Linked DNA regions of Mus musculus: region 1 is linked to region 2. A link is a contact called in public Hi-C data. All regions are on one chromosome and are shown on one strand. The core of a region is the stretch at or near the end of the contact, and the rest is flanking DNA. Distances in the headings are between cores, read along the strand shown.

What was found. A called contact is a pair of places that touch in the nucleus more often than the background predicts.
Region 1: a Hi-C map of liver shows a contact between it and region 2, with 4 times the contacts expected there. The contact joins the promoter of Stra6l here to the enhancer-like site in region 2. A contact is called at or near these places in 6 of 39 promoter capture datasets (3T3-L1-derived adipocytes, cranial neural crest, embryonic stem cells and 3 more), 2 of 484 Hi-C or Micro-C datasets (liver and nephron progenitors) and 3 of 115 datasets of contacts at active chromatin or transcription factors (embryonic basal ganglia, embryonic stem cells and kidney).

Annotation. Positions count from the first base shown.
Region 1 is chr4:45,847,659-45,850,358 of GRCm38.p6, forward strand. It overlaps Stra6l (STRA6-like), which reads left to right and starts at 1,289. Exons shown (of 18, transcript NM_028788.4): 1 at 1,289-1,439. The coding sequence starts at 1,420.
Region 2 is chr4:45,465,482-45,468,181 of GRCm38.p6, forward strand. All of the region lies in intron 2 of Shb (src homology 2 domain-containing transforming protein B), which reads right to left. Among named protein-coding and RNA genes, the nearest start is that of Gm46852, 57 kb to the left of the region's middle. Within about 2 kb of position 1,285, at least 56 of the 459 cell types and tissues checked have an H3K27ac peak or open chromatin away from gene starts, as enhancers often do. A contact at or near this core is called in kidney and liver, where this site is marked.

The DNA.
Region 1 (2,700 bases), core at 39-2,538, 380 kb after region 2:
TGGAAGAACAGTCAATGCTCTTCATCACTGAGCCAGCTCTCCAGCCCCCTAGGCTTCTTAATGGTGGAGCTGACTCTCAAGATTTCAAACCACAGCACCCATCAGGGTTCCACACATCCAGAAGACTCACCTGTGTGACAGGAGATGAATTTTGCTCAAGCCAAGATGGCATTGCAGGAGTGAGTGGGGCTGTTTCGGGCAGTGGTGGAAAGATCAAGTGGGTGATACCATTGTCTAGGATATCAATGTCCGCACCTGTTCCAAGCCTCCCTCCCACCATAGCTGATTAGACTCTCTGGGTAGGCTCTAAGCTCAGGTACCAAAGCATGGACTCCTAGCATTTAGGACATGACCATCTTTGGAGACAGGGCCATTAAGGAAGTCATTAGGCTAACTTGAAACCTTATTCTTAAAATAGGGGACTTGGGACTTCAGGTGCCAACAAAGTCCTCTGTCCTCTAGGAAGTATTAGAAAGGGTCAGGTGAGCTCTGTGACAAGTCAGCCCATGTGTCATTGACGGCTTACAAGTAAGTCAGCTTTAGTTTTTTGCCTGTGGGCTAGACTGTGAGGGGACAGCATGTAAGGGCCAATGCTCTAAGCATGGTGACTCAAGGTCTTGTGTTCCCCAGTTCTTGTGATTCCCCTCCCGTGGGAAAGAGGAAGTGGTGGGCTCTCTCAGTCCTTAAGCACACTGTGCAGAGGGGGCACCCAGCACTCCTGCACCTGTCCCACAGGAATCCTTGTTGGGCAGTTGCTCTCAGATGCCAGGGTGGCTGGAGTCTGGCCTTGATGAGGAAGAGTTACCAAGTAGTAGCCTTACTCTCCGCGCAGAGAATGTGAAGCTCATGGATGAGCCGCTAGCAGGCTCTGTCATGTATCTCTGTCACGATCTCAAACCTGTCTCCCCTCATTTCTCCAAACAAGAGGCTGGCTGCCAGTGTCCAAGGAGAACCTCTAAGCCAGCCGTCCTGGTTTACGGCTTGGAGACCTAGTTTATTACCTGTAATAATTTTTTATAGCTAGCCAAAGGCACACAGCTGCCAGGCAAAGCCGGCAGACAGCTGGGGGTGGGTGGTCCTGGGACCACAGCTGGGGCGGGGGTGAGGAGTGGGGGGTTGCTGTGTGAAAGGAATAGCAGCAAGGCCAAGGGGGAGGCAGCAGAAGAGAGGAGCCTCCGCTTGTGGATTGAGAATCAGAGGAGCCAAAAGTGTTGTGAAACCAGGAAGAGGGCTGCTGCCTGATTTCACTCCCAAGTAAATGTTTCACTGGGTATTTGCCTTTTCTCAGAGTCTGGGTCTACAGATCAAACTGGGGAGAATAGGAGCTCATGGGAAGCCGTCATAAACAAGCTTCCGAGGAACGGAGCAGCCCCAGGACCGCAGCATCCACAGTACCGCGCACAGTCGTCCTTCAGCAAGATGCTTGCTGCCAGCACAAGGTGAGCGGCAGAGACTGAGCAGAGATGGGTCACTCCTCACGGCTCTTTTGATGTTAGAGATTAACAGACTGGGAGAAAGACACGGACTGGCTAATCTGCAGGCAGGCGGACATGAAAAGGCAGAACTATGGTAGATTTCCTCCGTGTCAGTCAGAGCCACGGTGAGTGGGCAGAGCCCAGGTCAGAGGATCCTGACCGAATCCTGACTGCAGTCTTCTGACATGGTTTCTTCATCTGTTACTCTGGTGTAAAACTCCCCATCCTTCCTCGCCCTTTTTAATTGATATTTTATAATTGTCCGCATTTATGGAGTACACTTTGATGTCTTCATATGTGTAGGAAACACTGATCTGACCTCAAATATTTACCATTTCCTTGTGGCAAGACAGCCCTTCCCCTCCCCCGTCTGCTATGTAGCCAATTGTTAATTCTAGTCACCCTGCTGGGCCACAAAACAGCAGCACAGCAGTGGCCCCTTTTCCTCATAGCTGTAACTTTGTATGGTGGCCAGCCTCTCTCACCAGCCTCCTCCTTCTCCCTCCTCTCTTGTCCCAGCCTGCCCTTGTGTCAGCCTTTTCTGGTGGCCCTAGATGAGTGATGTCATGCATTGCTTATCTTCCTGCAATGCCCTCTGGGCTCATCTATGTTGACAGGATTTCCTTCTTTATTTGAGTTTATTTAAGTTATGGATGTAACTTATTCTCTTTGCCCTGAAGTTGGACCTGGTGGTAGACACCATGTTTCAGCTGTTGTGAATATTAAGCATGAATGCATCTACCGCTTTGAAAACACTACTTTCATTTCCTTGGTCGATGTCTCCACTAGTGGAAATGTTGAATTGAGAGGAAGTTGGATTTTTAGTTTTTTGAAGACTCTCCATGCCTTCTCCCATGATGGTCAGGCTGATTTACCCCCAGTGCGTGCAACTGTCCTCTTTTCTCCGCCCTCAGCAGCATCTGCCTTCTTGCTGAGAATAGCCTTTCTGACAGGAGAGGGTGAGCCCACAAACTTGAGAGCATCAAAGGAGAACTGGGATGGGAAGGATGGAGGATCAGGGAAGTTCTAGTCCTGCCCAGATGGTAGGAACTGAGACTCGCACTCTGACCTGAGAACTTGGGGAATCAAGAGCAGAAAACAGGCCCACTGCCTTCTGGAGTCCCAGGATCTGGTCAGAATGCTAAGAGATCCCAAAGTAGACAGGAGAGAAGGGAGCCATGGAGACAAAGAAGGCATGATGGGAGTTATCTAGAGGATAGGTAAA
Region 2 (2,700 bases), core at 35-2,534:
AGGAAACAATGGCATTTTGGTTTTTTTCTTTTTCAAGATTTTTGTGTGTATGCATGCATGTATAAGTGTATGTGCATGTGTGTGTGTGCACACGTGTGTGTGTGTGTGCGCGTGCATATAAAGGCACCTGTACCAAAAGAGGCTGCTGAATCCCTGTTGTACACACACCCCTTGTACACCCTCCAACACCTGTACCAAAAGAGGGTGTTGGAGACCTTAGTGAACTCTTGGCTCAGCAGAAGAATCAAGACAACCCCTATTGGCCATTCCTGGTTGTCAGCTTGACTACATCTGGAATGAACTACAATCCAGAAATGGAGGGCACCGCTGTGATCCAGAACTTGAGGCTGGAAGAAGACACAGGCTTCTGACCTGGATCTTGAGGCATAGTGGTCATGAAAAACTTAGACCCAAGCCAAGGTCATGCATGCCTTTAATCCCAGGAGACTGAGGCAAGCAGATCTCTAAGTTCAAAGCCAACCTGGAACAAAGCAAGTTCTAGGCCATACCTTCTTGCTGGAGACCTACATAAGGACATTAGAAGAAGGAAAACTCACTCTTCTTGCACTTCCTTGCCAGCACATCTGTTGGAACCTACTTCTACAGAAGACCAGCTGAAACAATTAGCCTCGTCGGACTGAATAACTACTAGATTTTTGGGCTTCCTATCCATAGCTGTCCATTGTTGGACTACAGACTGTAAGTCATTACAATAAATTCCCTTAATATATAGAGACCTTTCATAAGTTATGTGACTCTAGAGAACCCGGACATTCACCTACCATTGATTTTGTTTAATTATTTGCGTCCAGGCACTATGCTGGTAGTTGGGTGAGTGTTCCTTATCCCAGTGTATTGGGATAGAGTAATACATGTCCAAATCCAAAAACTCAAAGTCTAAAACCTTTTGAGCGCTGACATGACTCCACAGCAGGCCCCATGTTACAGGCTACAACCAAAATGCAGGCACACTGAAGTTCCAAATACAGCTATTTTTAAGTTATTGCCAATAGGTGTGTATAACATATGCAACTTTCACGTTTACACTTGGGGCCCAATACATGGGAATATTCCCCAAATCTAGGAAACATCAGCCTCAGACTAACCCTGAGAGGGTGGGCTAGGCATTCCCGGGCTCCTGGGCTGCAGAAAGAGGCCAGGGCCCAGCAGGGAACCATCAGTCTCTGCCAGCAGAGGCAGACATAAGTCTATCAGGACAGTCCTGCTGCAGAGCACCTGTGCCCCTTTGGGGCACTCTTCCAGTCTACTGAGCACAAAGTCTGGCTTCCAGAGGGACCCAAGGCCACTAGCCGGGGGGATGGGCTTTAAGGCTAGACCAATCAGAGCTACAGCCCTCACCCTTATAAAGCAGGTCTTCACATGTCCTCAAAGAGGCTCAGAGCCAGCTTTAGAAGAGCTACGGGACCATCCTGAGCTGACAAGGAGTCTATAGCTCACTGTTGTAGGGTAGGGTGTGGAAGACAACATACAATTATACAGTGACGCCACTATCGGGTGCCAGAGCTGTTGATCGCAGTACATCCAGTTTCTCTTAATTCTGACAACTAGGAGGTAGTAATTCACAGACCTGCCCATTTTACCATTGCCACCGAGTGAGGGTAGGTAGAGGCAGCCTGGCTCCAGAGCTCATGTTCCCAACCCTTGGTCATCTATACCAGAAGTCAGTGTGTCCCCCCCACCTCCCCGAATTCCACTAGGGGCAGAAAGAACATGAACCAAAGTCAGCAGGAGCCACAAACCCGGGAAGGACCAGGTCCTGCCCAGCGGAATGACCAGACACACTAGCTTCCTGACTCTGGCTGACAGTCAATCAATCAGAATGACAGGATGTCCCAATGGGCCCCGCCCAAGCCCAAGCCTTGAGGATGATCTGGCAAAGCCGTGTGGGGGTGCCTACAGGCATCATTAGGGTCAGCCTTCGAGGAAAGCAAAGACAGTGTCATGAGGCAGACTTGTCTACCAGGGAGCCATTCAGCACACTCTAGATGCCACAAAGGCAGCCAGCGCATGTGCCGGTCCTCAGTCCTGCAGCCCAAAGCCAGCAACTACAAACCAACAGCAGGCACAGAGGCCTCCTTCCAGAGCTGCCAAGATCCTCTTCTGGCTGCTGGTCCTAGTCATCTAACCGAGGCACGCTGCCAGGCTTCCCAGGCACACTGGTCAAACCCCAACTGTCCTTGGGCTCCTTACAGGGTCACTGTCTCATGCTGAGGGAAAGTGGCTGGCTTCATGCCCTATGCCCTGTACAGCTGTCCGGTGGAAGCGACCTGGTGAGACCTGGCAAGAACTCTGCCTAGCCTTCCTCATGAAAGAAGAATTAATTCCTCCTGGGACTGACAGACAAGCCCAGCCTTCTGAACAGAAGCAATGGGGCTGCTGGCCCAGGACCAGCTTGGCCCTCTGCTTGCCAGTCCTTTGGAGCTGAGCTTCCTCTTAGGTGAGGGAAGAGGGTTAAGATGATGATGTTTCTCACTTTGGAGCCCCTCAGCCTGGTTTCTCACATAGCACTTTCTGTTCTACAGCTGTGGCTTCAGCCTACCCAGTCAGGATGCTCACCTAGCTCAAGAATGATGGCCAGCCAAATGCCAACCCAAACTTAGCAAAATAACAGGCTGAAGAGAGTCGCTTGTTGTACCCCCCTCTGCACTGCTGAGCTCTTACAGCCACCAACCGCAGAAT